3 separate regions of the Mus musculus genome follow, and regions 2 and 3 are each linked to region 1. Evidence: chromatin contacts called from public HiChIP or PLAC-seq and promoter capture Hi-C data. All regions are on one chromosome and are shown on one strand. Each heading gives the region's core, a stretch centred on a gene start, on an enhancer-like site or on the middle of the called end of the contact. The rest is flanking DNA. Distances are from core to core; before and after follow the strand shown.

The links. Promoter capture Hi-C pulls out the DNA fragments that hold promoters and counts their contacts. HiChIP or PLAC-seq counts read pairs in DNA pulled down with a chosen protein or histone mark.
Region 2: a contact with region 1 is called in an H3K27ac HiChIP or PLAC-seq map of extraembryonic endoderm stem cells, with 6 times the contacts expected there. The contact joins the promoter of Aasdh here to the promoter of Kit in region 1. A contact is called at or near these places in 2 of 115 datasets of contacts at active chromatin or transcription factors (extraembryonic endoderm stem cells and large pre-B cells).
Region 3: a contact with region 1 is called in a promoter capture Hi-C map of hippocampal neurons, with 4 times the contacts expected there. The contact joins the promoter of Cep135 here to the promoter of Kit in region 1. A contact is called at or near these places in 2 of 39 promoter capture datasets (hippocampal neurons and stem cell-derived epiblast-like cells).

What each region holds. Positions count from the first base shown.
Region 1 is chr5:75,572,299-75,577,282 of GRCm38.p6, reverse strand. Kit (KIT proto-oncogene receptor tyrosine kinase) reads right to left here and starts at 2,296. Exons shown (of 21, transcript NM_001122733.1): 1 at 2,165-2,296. The coding sequence starts at 2,231.
Region 2 is chr5:76,902,557-76,907,540 of GRCm38.p6, reverse strand. It overlaps Aasdh (aminoadipate-semialdehyde dehydrogenase), which reads left to right and starts at 2,065. Exons shown (of 16, transcript NM_173765.4): 1 at 2,065-2,118; 2 at 3,161-3,332.
Region 3 is chr5:76,585,937-76,590,920 of GRCm38.p6, reverse strand. It overlaps Cep135 (centrosomal protein 135), which reads right to left and starts at 2,222. Exons shown (of 26, transcript NM_199032.3): 1 at 1,997-2,222.

The sequences.
Region 1 (4,984 bases), core at 1,047-3,546:
TCTGATTCACTGTTCTAGGACCATCCTGTTGAGCTGTAAACCCACTGTGAATGCCCCGGAAGGAGGGGTTACTGCAGAGCAGGCACTGGTTAGCCCTCCAAAGGTTACAGCATAAACAAAAACACAAAACTGCTTCCTGCAAAGCCTGGAGCAAAACCGTAACACACACACACACACACACACACACACACACACACCCCAAAAGGCCCTTAGACAAGAAAGCTGCTTTCTGAAATTGTGAACTCCTCAGATCCTTCGTGATGCAAATGTCTTCAAGTACCTTCCGTGGAAACCAAAGTCCCCCCCAACACACACCCACTCCCAATTTAAATGACCGCCCAAGGGCACAAAACCAAGGAGGCAGAATGGCTGAAAAGGAGGCCTGAAACGGGAGAGACAGAGAAAGGAATTACAACACACCCTGTGCCAGGAATCAGACCTTCAAATTCCCTCTGCCAAAAAGTTATTGGCCAGAGCAGACTAATCAGGGGGAAAATGCAAACCATTGACTCGTTTCTGTTTTCAAAAGGGAACTGTGATCTTTGTGGCGTTCCACCTTGCTCTAAAGCAGAACAAGGTGGAAAACGTAAAAGATCACTGGGGTCATTTTCAGCTAAGTGGTCAAATATGCCTAGGAATCTGAACACTCATTTGTGACCCTTGGTGACCCCTCTTCTGTGCGCGCAGAGGTCCAGATGCAAGACTTCCCCCACAAAAAAAAAGCCCTCTCCCAGCCTTTCAAAAGCATCTAGGGAGTGAGATCTGGAAAACGCAGTCAGCGGTGGGCTCAAAACAGGTCACAGAGATGCTGGCCATCTGACGCCTTATTGCAGCGTGCAGATTGTCTCTAGCCTATAGCATCAAGGTAACCTAAAAGGGTTTCTGGTTTTTGTTTTGAAAATGACCTAGGAGGGAGCAGGGCTTCAGGACTAAGCAGGCAACCTGCACGGGCAGTGCACCAGCGACACCTGGCAAAAAAAGGGGCAGGGCTGAGGAGCTCCGGAACCTTAAGATCTTGAGACCCAAGTTACCCTGCAAAAGGTAACAAGATTTTCCCAACAGCTTGAAGAAACAAATGCTATTTGCAGAAAGCTTACCCCTTCTCCCCCACCCCCTAGCCTCCCCAGGCAGCCCTGAGTATGGCTATCACGTGGGAGAGGGTTTCTGGATCTCGGGATTCCCCTCCAAAAAAAAAAAAAAAAAAAAAAAACGGCCACCTGCGATTACAAGTCGCATACACTGAAACCAGAGGTTTCCAAAGCTGGGGAGAACTGACTCGGTCCTGGTCCAGCGCGCACGAGGTGGCAAGAACAGCTGCGTCCCCGCACGCAGTCCCTGATTCCCAGAAGCTGGCGACCAACGTAGGCTACAGCAGCTCCCTGGCGCGTGGCAGCAACGAACACCGTGCGGCTGCAGAGAGGGGCGAGCCCCTAGCACGAGATTTACAAAAGGAAAAAGTCTGCAACCTAGCGGCTGCTCGCCACACGCCCGGCTCAAGTTGTCCCCATAGCCGCCACCTACAGGCTCGTGGGGTCCCGCCCCAGAGCCTCACGCCGCGTGCTCCCCGTGCAAAAAACGGAGTTGGGTGGGGGCAAGCAAGCCCGAGATTCGTCTCCTCGGGTGGCGCCGCGCACGATGAGAGCGGCTGCAGTTGCGTCCCCAGCACTGTGCACAAAGAGCGCCCGAGGTGGGGAAGCAGCGGCCGCAAGAAAAGGCTCTCCAACTTTGCCCGGCGTGTGTCCGGGACCCGTGGGCTGGTTGTCCCAGGCGTCGGTCACCCACGCGCAACTTTTAACAAAAAGGAAGCCGTGGCCGCACCTCGCTCGGAGAGAGGACGCTCTCGGTGCGAAGCCCGAGGCCGCCCGCCCCTGCCACCCGCGCGCAGTCGGCACAAAAGCATCACCAAACTCGCCCGCAGCCTGCAGCTCGCTGCCTGGGTTCCCAGAAGACCCTCGGCCCCGGGTCTCCACCACCCGGGCTGAGGTCTCTCAGCTCAGGTGAGCGAGGCGGGCCACCAGAGTCCCGCGGCCGCCTACCACCTTCGAGGTGGTAGGCATGGGAAAAGCCAACAGCTACCACTCCGGACGCACCCAGGTGGCACCCCTCCCGGACCCGGGCTGCGCCCACAGAGGGTGCAGTCCTCTTGTCTGCCGCTCTTTCCCACCTGTCTGGCCACGGAGCAGGACCAACAGGACGCAGAGCAGATCCCAGGCGCCGCGAGCGCCTCTCATCGCGGTGGCTGCGCTAGACTCTGAGCTCCTCTCTCTGCTACAGCTCTCGCCCAAGTGCACCGAGCGCGGCAAAGCCGAGCCCCCAGAGCCACTAGCGGCGCGCGACAGCCCCTCCTCCAGCCCTCCTCCCAGCTCGTGGCCACGCCCCTCCCTTCTCCCGCCCGGGTCGCACTCCCTCCCGCTGCCTAGTGCCCGGGGCTCTCGGGCTGCAATAAGCTGATCCCGGGGGCGCTGTGCCCTCTAAGACCAGGAGCCCCCACAGGCCCTCCACCCTGGATCCTCTTCCTCCTAGCACTCTCCCTCCATCGGTGGTCCTTCAGTCCAGGCGGCTGGCTGGCCACGCAGGTGCTGCCCGCGCTTTGTGAAGCCCAGCGCCACGAGCGCATTAGGTACGGGCCAGCCACCTGGCAGGTGCTCCCTAGACAATAAAGGACAACCACCGGTCCCTCCAGCAAGCTCCGGAGCGGGGAGAATATATTCGGCTTATGGTGGAGGTGTTACTAGTCGGGATTGCCGGGCGAAGGGATTAGGAAACTGGGTCCCCAACATTTATTTCTGTTCCTGTTGGTAGAGGAGGACGGATCGTGGCACCCCTGACCTCAGTAAAAGACCGAGCCCACGTTTAAGTAATTTTTCATGCTCAGTTTCTCCACCTGCTGCGAAACCTGTAAGAATACAGCTGATTTCTATTGGCCAGCGTGGACCTCCACCCAGCCAAGCTCCTGCTGAGACTTGTGGAAACTGGGCCAGTGGACTACAGAGGCATCCTGTGAAGGAGTTAGCTTTGAAACTCGGTTTTTAAAACCTATTTGCATTTGGGTGCCTTTTCTCTTGTGTTAATTATTTTTTTAATCTCACCCTCAACACCCCCCCCCCGCCCCATCCCCTCTGAGTCCCCCTTTCCCCAACTCGATCCGACTGTGGTCTGCCTTAGGAGCAAGATAAAAGCAAAATAATTTCCTTTTAAAGTTTTTTTTTAATGTGTATGAGTGTTTTACTTACATGAATATGTGTGTGTGCCACGTGTGTGACTAGTGCCCAGGGAGGTCAGAAGGATGTCAGATCTCCTGAAACTAGAGTTACGGATGCTTGTGTATCATCTTGTGGGTGCCTGGAGCCCAACTACTCTTGTTCTTTGTTTGTTTCTTTGTTTGTTTGTTTGTTTGTTTCGAGACAGGGTTACTGGCTGTCCTGGAACTCACTTTGTAGACCAGGCTGCCTCGAACTCAGAAATTCGCCTGCCTCTGCCTCCCAAGTGCTGGGATTAAAGTCATGCGCCAACTTTCTTGTTCTTAACTAATTGACCCAACTCTCCAACTCCTAAAGTAATTCTCTTAAGACAATTTCTACCTAGGGACATTTCACAGTCACTGTGGCTATCCGGGGGTGGACAGTAACAATCTGGGTTTTTATAGTATCCGGGTCTACAGTTAACGTTATGAAGTAGAGAAGATAAACGTTTGTTTTGGGGGTTCTTTAAGTCCCAAGATTGTACACTTAATAGTGTTTAAGTGTGAGACCTCAAACCAATATTTTTTCTGGTATCGTTTCCCCACATATTTTTTTATAATTTGTTTACTTATTTATTATTTGTTTATTGAAGGTGCTTCATGTGGGTGTCAGAGAACAACTTTGAAGAGTGTGTTCTTTCTCTCCACTGTATAGGTCCTGGGACTCAGGCACCTTCCAGCTTGGTAGCAAGAGCCCTAGACGGTCCAAATGAGTGGTCTCACTGGCATCCTGACAAATGGATTAAACAGCCCTACAGAATGCTTAAAAGTGTAAACTAGGGCAGACACACACCACCACAAAAATGTAATAAATTGGAAGGTAGGTAGATAGGTGGGTGGATGGATGGATAGATGGATGAGTAGATAAATAGATAGATGGATGGATAGATAATACAAATAATATTTTTAAGAATGGAAAAATAAAAGGGAGATAATCACTGGGGAAAATAACAATTTAAATACACATGGCCTCATTGAGTATCATCAAGAATAATATATCACTTCCCAGCTTTCTGACATCATTTAATATTGAAGCCATCCTTTCGGATATTGACAGGCTTAAGAAAATTCATTTTCCAAACTATTCACTTAAAATGTGTCAGTACTAGAGAATGATCAAATGACCCAGGTATATAACTGCCTCTCCTGACACCACTTAATGTGTCCCTTCCTTAAAAAGTGCACTTTGGAGCACCTTCAGGCCAGCAAGGAGGAGCGAGGCACTGTTAGTAGATGTGGCCCCGTGCTCACCATCCGTGGGATCTGAGATGGGAGCCCTGCCCAGCATCCTTGTAACCAGTTCTGGTCATGCAGTTGCAGAGGGGCATCGAGCTACACTTTCCTCTTGGGTTGACAGACGTAAGTGATAGCACTCAATACTCCTAAACTTCTAGGATCTTGACTTACTTCTAAATCCATCTTGTGTTAAGAAAAAAAAAAAAGCTACTATGAGACTATGAGTTAAAAGATTAACATTATGCCTGAGAGAGGAAAAATTACATTTTTTCTTGTTCAATCAACTGACATTGGAGAAGATAGCATCTCCAGAAGTGTGTTGAAAAGGAAACCATATTGCAATTTAATTCCAGGCAAGAAATTTCTGTTCGGAAAAAAAATAAAAGCAGAGTAGGGAATTATACTGTTCTAAATTGTCATCAGCGTTTACCACTCAACAAACATTATTGAATGCCCAGGACTTGCCAGTAGGCACCAAGGCCTACACACAAATTAATAAGACAAGAT
Region 2 (4,984 bases), core at 816-3,315, 1.3 Mb before region 1:
GCTTAGTGGTTAAGAGCACGGACTGCTCTTCTGAAGATCCTGAGTTCAAATCCCAGAAACCACATGGTGGCTCACTACCATCTGTAATGAGATCTGATGCCCTGATCTGGTGTGTCTGAAGACAGCTACAGTGTACTTAGATATAATAATAAATAAATCTTTTTTTTTTAAAAAAAAAGACGGTGTTCTTTCTAGAGAGAGAAAAGTCAAGTGTGCTGGCTAGTTCTTTGTCAGCCTGACCCAAGCTAGAGTCATGCGGAAAGAGGGAACCTCAACTGAGAAAACACTTCGTCGCATTGGGCATTCTTCTTGCTGCATGACTGATGTGGGCAATGACACCCCTGGGCAGGTGGGCTGCTCTTCCAGAGGGCCCAGGTTTAATTCTCAGTATCCACAGGGTGACTCAACAATTAACTCTGGTTCTAGACAACCTAGTAAGATCATTTTGTGGCCTTGCTCCAGGCACCATGTGTTGCATAAACATGCACTTAAAAGACCTATACACATAAAACAATTTTTAAAAAGGAAAGAAAGAAAAGCAAGCTAAGCAAACCAGTAACCACCATTATTCCAGTCTCTGATTCAGGCCTTGAGTTCCTGTCCTGACTTGTGATAGTGATAGTGCTTTGATAAATCTTGGTTCCCCCAAGTTGCTTTTGGTCATGTTTTATCACAGCAATAGAAAGCTAAGAGAACAAATACAACACTTAAAAAGGTGTTTGGCGAGGCCCATAGTACACAGGAAAATGTGGTTTTCAAACAGGTATTTCCTGCACTGTTTGGAGGGACAGATGAGAAGGCAGATCTGATTCCATGACAGGCTTCAAATTAGCAGTTTAGGAGACTAGGCCTAAGGTCAGGCAAATCAGTTACTAGAAGAAGAAGAAAAAAAAAGGCTTCAGGCAGTTAGTCAGAACTGCCCTGATATCTGAGACTGCCTGGCCACCTAGCCTGAGGTAAGGACAATGGGTCAGCAACAGTTTCCAGACTTCCTCTACAAAGATTTCTAGACTTCCCAGTAACAATGCCTAGAGATAAGTAAGATAAAGCTCTCCTACCCTGGAATTCCAATGTGCTTTCAATGGAGCCTGCGAGCTCATTTGCTTTTACTCTGTGTCTTTGTAATGGGGACGACCCCACCATGCTGAGCTACAGAATAAAACACACTTTGTGTTTACATACTATTTGAGTCCAGGGTGTCATTCTTCATGGACCCTTACAAGCTTCTGTTTTCCAGCAGATAAGGACACACTCCTTTGTTTTTTAAGGCACTGTATGTAGATAGTGCTTAGCCACTTCCACCTCTCCCCCCAACAGGAACCAAGACAAAAATCCCATCTTTCCTCTCTGCGAGGGCACAGTAACTCACCACAGTGGTGACCCTTCCCATTTATTGTAATAATTGTGCCATCGGAAAAACACACATCCAGGCATACAGTGGCTTTAGGGACTGCTGTTGACCTCAGACAGGCCTGGGTTTCCTCATAGGGAAGTGTTGTAAATAGCTGCAAACGCCAGTTAGGAGTTTCATTCTGACAGGGGGCTTCCCTGGCATACTTCACCGCTGCCATGACGGTCGCAACCAATCTTGAGTATGTTCCCAGAAGGTGTGGAGGGGATAAGCCAAATTTACTCGCCAATTAGGCGGTGATTACTTCACTTCAGCCTTTGGGATATTTCTACCCGCACTTTAAGGAACGAGGAGACTCCGGGTCTCGGAGATATGGCTCTGCTGTCAAGGAAGCTCACTGGCCATCCAGAGGTCCCTTCTAGGTCTCCAGCACCCATGTGGTGGCTCACAACCACCTGGGACTATGCTCCAGGGAATCATCGGCCCCTGCAGGCACACGGAACACTCAAATTCACGCAGACGCACAGGCATGTTGCCTGAAGCGTCACCTTCAGCGGCAGGGCTGAATCCGCACGGACCAAACCCGTTGGGCCAAACGCGGCGGAGACCTGTGCGCCACGTCTGGGCGGAGCCCCGTAGGCGAGAGCCCGCCCCCCGACGCTGGAGTGACGTCACGGGCGCCCGAAGATGACGCAGAGGTCCGTTTTACGGCTGCTGAGCGTCTGCGGCTGGGCTAGGAAGTGCACGCCACGCGCTGTCGTGAGAAGGTGGGGCGGGAGAGCGCGGGCGACCCGGGGAGACTTTGTGAGCTGCCGGACCCCAGCTTGGAGCGGCTGTGTGGGTCACCTCGGTCACCTGCTGCGCCACCTCTTAGCGTGGTTCCGAGAGCCAACGAGAGGCTTTTGTGATTGTAATTAAGGTGGCTGCGTGAGAAGTATAAGATGCAGACGGATAATTTACCTATATATATAATGCCCAGTATAGGGAGAACCCTTAAGATCAGGATCTGTTGGTGATTAAATGGCTTTATTTACAGTTGTACATTACCGAGCTGCTAATCTTAAGGCTATAACACGAAATTTGCTTGCTAGGTCATCCCTTTTCATGGCTCACTTGTTTTTCTTTCCTTTTCTTTTTTTTTTTTTTAATTTAAAATTGTGCGTGTGTGCGCGTGCAGCATGGTGAAGAAACAAAAAGGACCTTTCGGAAGTGGGTTCTCTCCTTCCATTATGTGAGTCCCGTGATCACACTTAGGTTTTCTGGTGTGATGGCAAGTTAGTTTCTCCACTGACCCATCTCGATGGCCCAAGTCAGTCTGAAGGGAGGGGAGGGGGACAAAGACAGGGACAGAGACATAAAATTCAATGGCTGACATGAATATCTGGACAAGACTGAATTTTGCCACTGGGAGCTTTTAAATTCAAAGTAGAAAAACTCCTTAATTATAGATTTTGTGTGGTGAGTTTTGTAGCTAGTTATAAAAATGACATTTTAAGAACTAAGTTATAGCCGGGCGTGTTGGCGCACGCCTTTGATCCCAGCACTCAGGAGGCAGAGGCAAGCAGATTTCTGAGTTCGAGGCCAGCCTGATCTACAAAGTGAGTTCCAGGACAGCAAGGGCTACAGAGAAACCCTGTCTCGAAAAAACAAAACAAACAAAAAAAACCTAAGTTATAGTCTTGTTATTCTACTGCTGTGAATTATGTTAGTAGATTATATTTTCTTGTGAGAAAATAGCAGTTACACGTGCTTGCTTTTTAGAGAAAAGGCAGCTTTTAAACAGACTTTTTTTTTTTTTTTTAATTTTAGGTATAGCAGTGTTTTACCTGCATGTATGTAAGTGCACCATGTTCGTGCCTGGTGTCTTCAAAGGCTGTGGGATCAGCCAGAACTGGAACTATGGACTGTATTGAGCTCCCCAGTTGGGTGCTGGTATGGAATCTGTGTCTTCTGAAAGAACAAGGACGGTTTAACTCCTGAGGTACATCCCCAGGTTCAAACTAGATTTTTGTAAAAATATGTATAATACATTAATGTGGAAAATTGGGCGCTTAACAAAATTTATTTGGGTATTCTGTGGTCTTCTGTAGGCAAAAATAGCAGGAGATACTCTACTGCAATAGCCTTTTTTTTTTCTTTTTCTTTCTTTCTTTTTCTTTTCTTCTCTTTTTTTTTTTTTTTTTTTTTTTAAAGATTTATTTATTTATTAGATGTAAGTACACTGTAGTTGTCTTCAGACACTCCAGAAGAGGGCATCAGATCTTGTTACAGATGGTTGTGAGCCACCATGTGGTTGCTGGGATTTGAACTCCGGACCTTCGGAAGAGCAGTCGGGTGCTCTTACCCACTGAGCCATCTCACCAGCCCCTTTTTTTTTTTTGAGACAGGTTTCTCTGTGTAGCCCTGGCTGTCCTGGAACTCACTTTGTAGACCAGACCAGGCTAGCCTCGAACTCAGAAATCTGTCTGCCTCTGCCTCCCGAGTGCTGGGACTAAAGGTGTGTGCCACCACGCCTGGCTACACTTATATCCCAAAATAAACTCATCCCCTATATCCTGTAGAACATACTATATGTAGATCATATGATTTGTTTAATGGCCATTTGTGGAAAATCATCTTTTGTGTACATAAAAGTTAGATTTATGGAAATATTTGTTTAAAAATACCCTAAGTATCAAAATAGTCTTGTTCTTTAAAATTTAATAGTTAGGAATCACATTTCAGTTTTTTTGTATCCTTTTTTGACTTTATGGGTTTAAGAAGGCCTTTTCTTTAACTCAGTTGGATAGTAATTAAATGACAAATTGAAGAGTAATTCTATTCTGAATCAGTAAGTAAACCGCTTAAGTATGAACAGGTAAAGAATTGGAATAATATGACACTTGATAAATCTTATTTTTCTCTGATATATGTTAATAGGATTCAGAGGAAAGTCTCCTTTGCCTTCAAGGAAACTAGGAGTTACCATATTTTTGTTAGCATTGATCCCTAGTGGTTTTTTTGTTTGCAGTTTTTTTGAGACAGAATCTCTGTGTGTAACCCTGGCTGTTCAGGTACTCTTTATATAGACCAGGTTGGTCTTACAGAGGTCCACCTGCCTCTGCTGGGATTAAAGGTGTGCTCCATCATGCCTGTTTTGTTTTGTTTTGTTTTTTTTGGGGGGGGGTTCTTTTTTTTTTTCTTTTATGTGAATGTCACATCCTTCCCACATATTTAAGTGTGATCCAGTGTTCATTGACTGTTGTCAAATTGCTTTTTTTTAATGTCATTGCTTTCAGCAAAGTTGCCACAGGTATTTTGTAAGTTTAGAGCTTCAGTTATATATCTATGCTACAGATTTTGTTTGTTTTAGTGACACAACGTACTGCTGTTACCAAAGGTACAATAGGAGATCATTTATTCTGAGCCAAATATGAGTGATCAGGTTTCAGGACCACAGATTTAGGTTACCCTAAAAATCATATCCCAAGGTAGAAGCAGGTCTATGAACTTGTACAGTTGAAAGACAAAGGACAGTAAAATATCAAGGCTTTTCAAATACATTGGTGAGAATTAGGTGGATTCCAGCAAATCAAGGGAAGTTTTCTTATAGGTTTGGGGTGGGATCAGATGATGTTTGTAGCTCTGGGCGTG
Region 3 (4,984 bases), core at 973-3,472, 1.0 Mb before region 1:
TCTGTGCATTTCACCATGTAAATTTCACTCCCATATTGGTTCTTTTCATTGTCTTGAGACAAAGGCCTTATAACATCCTGACTGATCTAGAAAATTGTATTAAAACTAAACTTTAGTTGTACAAACATTTGAAAAGACACCTTGCAAAAGGCATCTTGAGGGAAATATATGAAAAGGTGCGTAACATGCAAAGACTCTCAGCTTAAGAAATCCACACACCACCCAGAGAGTAGAAAACCACTGTGGAACGAGCCAAACAGCTTCCTATTAAGTGAAACACAGTCCTAGCTGATAACACCATAATTCTATTCCTACAGCTTTACAAAAGAAAACGGACAGGAATATGCACAGGGAGACTCCAGCAGCTTCACCTGTAACTGTACAGAGCTGGAAAGGGGATGAACAAGCTATCCTACGCGGGCTAGAAACAGTTTCACGGGCCTCTGGAGAGTCTCTGGAAAGGATAGATCTTTTTTCCCAAAGTGATAGAGGACTGCCTGGGGTAAGTTACCCAGGCACAGACATTCATGGAAAGTGCTTAAAGGCACACTGAAGGTGCATTTCACCGTGTAAATTTCACTCCCATATTGGTTCTTTTCATTATTTTGAAATATACCATCCTGACTGGTCTAGAACTCATATTATTGGCCAGACAGCCCCATCTTTTTCTTCTGCCTGTGCCTTTGAGTGCTAGGACTACAGATGTGTACCACCAGGCCCAATCTTACTTCCTTTTTTTTTTTTTTTTAAGTAACACACATGTAAGTAGCTCAGTATACATTTTTATGCTTGTCTATTTCTATGCTTGTTTGTTTACCGTATCCAGGGTTAAGCACTGAGCCTATGACATGGTAGGAGAGCACTCTTTACTGGGCAATACCTCCAGCTGTTATACTTGTCTTCTCAAACACCTATGATTATTTATTATCTCTACCAATCTGCCCTAAAATTGAGTTATGCAGAGACCATTTCTAACCTTTGCCAAAAAATTGTAGTCATAGAACTCATGTTTCTAAATCAAATAAAAATTATGTCCTTCACCACTAGTAAAAATTATAAGTGCACATAAATGAATACATGCAAAACCTGATGCTCCAAACACCCATTGTGGGATCGAGTACCAATGTCACCGTTCCTATTTAAAGCATAAAGCCAAGAAGGCTGTCCCAAGAAAATAGCTTCCCCAACCACAGGGCTACTTCTAAATTAGTGTTTCTTCTTGGTTATCCCCGTTAACAAATCTAGGATCTTCTTTTAGAGGCTTCCCCTAGGGCTTTCTAGGTCCCTCCACAAAAGGACTTGATTGATGCCGGAGGTGTTTTACAGAAACTCCTGTGCTCACAAGAAAAACATCTGACAAGATAAATTAGCGGGGCAAACTCCAAGAACTATGCCCCCTCCTTGACAGCTGCCAACTCCGGGTACCAGGAAACCATCTTTCTCCATCCTTCATGAAGGCAGAATGAGAATACGAATCAAAAGACCATGGGCCATAATAAGTAAAGTCCTCCAGGCTGGGGGGTGATATGTACATATTAGGGTTTCCCCTATATTCCAGATCACAAGCTTTAAATCAAAACAGCCGAAAAGGGTAGGTTCCGCAGTTACAACTAGCTGTCCACTAAACCCTGGGGCGTTGTTGTCTCAAAGCGGGCACCTCTTACTTTCTCAGAAATATGCAACCTGCGGATACAGTAGCGTTTAAAAAAACCAACACCAGAGTGCGGGCACCGCAAAGGGCACGGGCCGGAGCGGCCAAGCAGTCCTTCCCCGGCTCAGGCCGGAGGGTGGAACGGCAGTTCTCCTCGGGTCGGCCCCGGGCCGCACGGACGGACGGACGGACCGACGGACTGTGGGACGGTCCCCGCGCCGCCCTCCCGCACTTCCTCCCGGCAGCGCCCGGGCTCCCGCCCTCGCTCGGGGGTGGGGGTGGGGACCGCCCCGGAGGCCCCGCGACCCGGCCCAGCCCCCGCGGCCTCCCCCGGGTGCGCCTCACCGCCGCTCCGTCCCGAGGTACATCGCCCTCCGGACCCGCTGTCCCCGCTGGCTCGTCCTGCTGCGGCCAATGGCTCCGGCACGAGCGCGGTTTGAAAATGGCGCGGAGAGAGACGGTCGCGGCCCACAAGGAGGGAGCGCCGCCGTTGCCCCGGTAACGGACCGGAGCGGCCCACAGTGGCGGCGCGCGCGCCGGCCGCCCGGAGATGGCGGCTTTCGGCCCTCGGTGCCCGGAAACGTAACGGCCGGCCGATGCCGGGGCTACGGCGCCCCCTGGCGGGGAGCCCGAACCTCTGCGGTGCCCGAGGACCTTGCCAACTGGCCGCTGGCGGTAACCATCAGCTAACCCCCAATGACCTTTCACAGGTGAATTTCTGCTGATCGCCCTGTCTTCCCCCTGGATGTCACTGTCCTTGCAGCTTCTCCTGGCTACCACTTGATAACAGTTATTGCCCCGTACCCATGTAAACCCCCAGAATAGAATCCGACCATCAAAACCTACTTGTTTACGTTTCTCCCTGCTGCTTCCAATTGTGGGCTCCTTGAATCAGATATTCTTTTATTCAACTGTATTTCTCTAGCATCTGTCACAGTATTTGTAAATGTTAAATTGAAATGAATTGCTTACAATAGCTTGCTCATGGTTACAAAGATCATGGTCAAATCCCCAGAGTCCACCACTCTCCTAAAAACTTTCTAGATGGTTAAGAGTTGAGTTTTTGTTTGTGCGTGTTTTGTTTTCTTTTGTTGTTTGTTTCTGCTTATATTCCTTACCAAGCCGGCCTTTCCTCTGACTATGTACTTTGTCCACTGCTCAGCACGGAACTGTATGTTGGGATGTGAATTGCTCTGTGCCGATTCATTCTTTGTTTTCACGTCTCAGTCTCCATTTTGTGTGCTTTGTCCGTTTTTAATTGGAAGTTTTAAGGAGCTAATGAATCCTGTAGAGATTTTTATACCATCTTGCACATATACAAGTAAGCATATGTTTATGTAAAGACAAATATCTTTTTTAAAAAAAGTCATAAATATCAGAAATTGGCTGTGCATAGCCATCTAGTGAAGATAGATAACATTGGTGGCCCCCCTTACCCCAAACACACACCAACTAAATGTTAGAACAAAACTCAGTGAAGAAATACAACGGGGTACATGGGATTGAAAGCTACAGTTAGCCTTTGTTCCAAGTGGCATTGATAACCCAGAGTCAGGGTCACTGCTGACCTCCGAGGCCTAAGGTCAGGGATCCTGGCACACAAAACTTGAAAGATGAGAATGCAGAATGCTGCTGCTTCCCACCCAAGTCCTAGCGCTTTAAGCAAATTGCATGGCTGTGGAGGCATGGAGGAAAACAGATGCCCTCACCACAGAAAGTGAGCTTTGTAGACTTAATATCAGCACCAACAGGAGTTCCTGAAACACTTAGAATGAGGTTTGCCTAGAGGCTGGTGGGGTCCTGATTGTAAGGAGGAAGAAAGCCAGATGTAAAGGTAAAAGAGTTGCTTTCACTGAAAACTGATGCTGTAGTTTAGATCTGAAATGTGGTGGTCTGAAGGAGATTGGCCCCTATAGCCTCATATACTTGAATAGCATGACCCCTAGTTGGTGGAACTGTCTGGGAAGGATTAGGAGGTGTGACCTTGTTGGGAAAAGTGTGTCACTGGGGATGTGATGGCTAACATTATATTGATGGCTCACTTTAAAACTGCTTGAGAGAAGCAGAAACCAAAAATGGACTTCCAATGGGTTAGATTTTAAAATTGCCTGGTTTTGCACAACTTTAACAAAACTACTGTTTCTGCTTCGTAAACAAAAGCTTGTTTTACATGAGATGACTTTGTGCTCTTTGCCTGTGTAAGTCCCCCACTGAGGTGGCTGGGGGCTGTGCTGCACTCAGGAGTTCCCAATCTGGGTGTTGAACTGGTGTCTGTATATGAAAGTAGCTTCTTTGTTAAAACTTACTAATGGTCAGACTGGCGAATCTCCGAACCACCTCAGACCTATAACAGAGGCAGGTTTTGAGGTTTCAAAACCCATGCCATTCCCAGTTAGCTCTATCTTTTTGGAGCTTGTAGATCAAGATGTGAGCTCTCGCCAGGTGGTAGTGGCACATACCTTTAATCCCAGCATTCGGGAGGCAGAGGCTGGCAGATTTCTGAGCTCGAGGCCAGCCTGGTCTACAAAGTGAGTTCCAGGACAGCCAGGGCTACACAGAGAAACCCTGTCTTGAAAACAACAACAACAACAACAAAAAAAAGCTCTCAGCTGCTAATCCAGTACCACCCCTGCCTGACTGCCTGCCTGCTGAAACACTCCCTGACATGATGGGTATTGTCTTAGTTAGGGTTTTACTGCTATGAACAGAGACCATGACCAAGGCAACTCTTATAAGGACAACATTTAATTGGAGCTGGCTTATAGTTTTAGAAGTTCTGTCCATTATCATCAAGGTGGGAACATCAAGGTGGGAACATGGCAGCATCCAGACAGGCATGGTACAGGAGTTGCTGAGTGGTCTACATCTTCATCTGAAGACTGCTAGCAGAATACTGGCTTCCAGGCAGTTAGGGTGAGGGTCTTAAAGCCCACACCCACAGTGACACACCTACTCCAACAAGGCCACACTTCCTAATAGTGCCACTCCCAAGGCCAAGCATATACAAACCATCACAGTTATGGACCCTAACTCTCTCAAGTTGTCTTGGTCCAAGTTGTCTTGGTCGTGGTGTCTTAGTACAGCAACAGAAAGGTAACTAAGCCAAATGTCCTCCAAAGGCCTGTGGGCTATGGCCTGGTCTTCAGCATGGCACTGCTGGGAGGCAGCAGATCCTTTAAGAAGTAGTTTAGTGGAAGGAAACTAGGCCTGCCATGATTGTTCTGCTTGGTCACAGGTCCAAAAGCAACAGAGCCAACCAACCATAGATGGAAGCCAGAAGCAACCTCCCCCCACACACACCCAAAGTGTTTTTGCCGTTTTAATCTGATAATT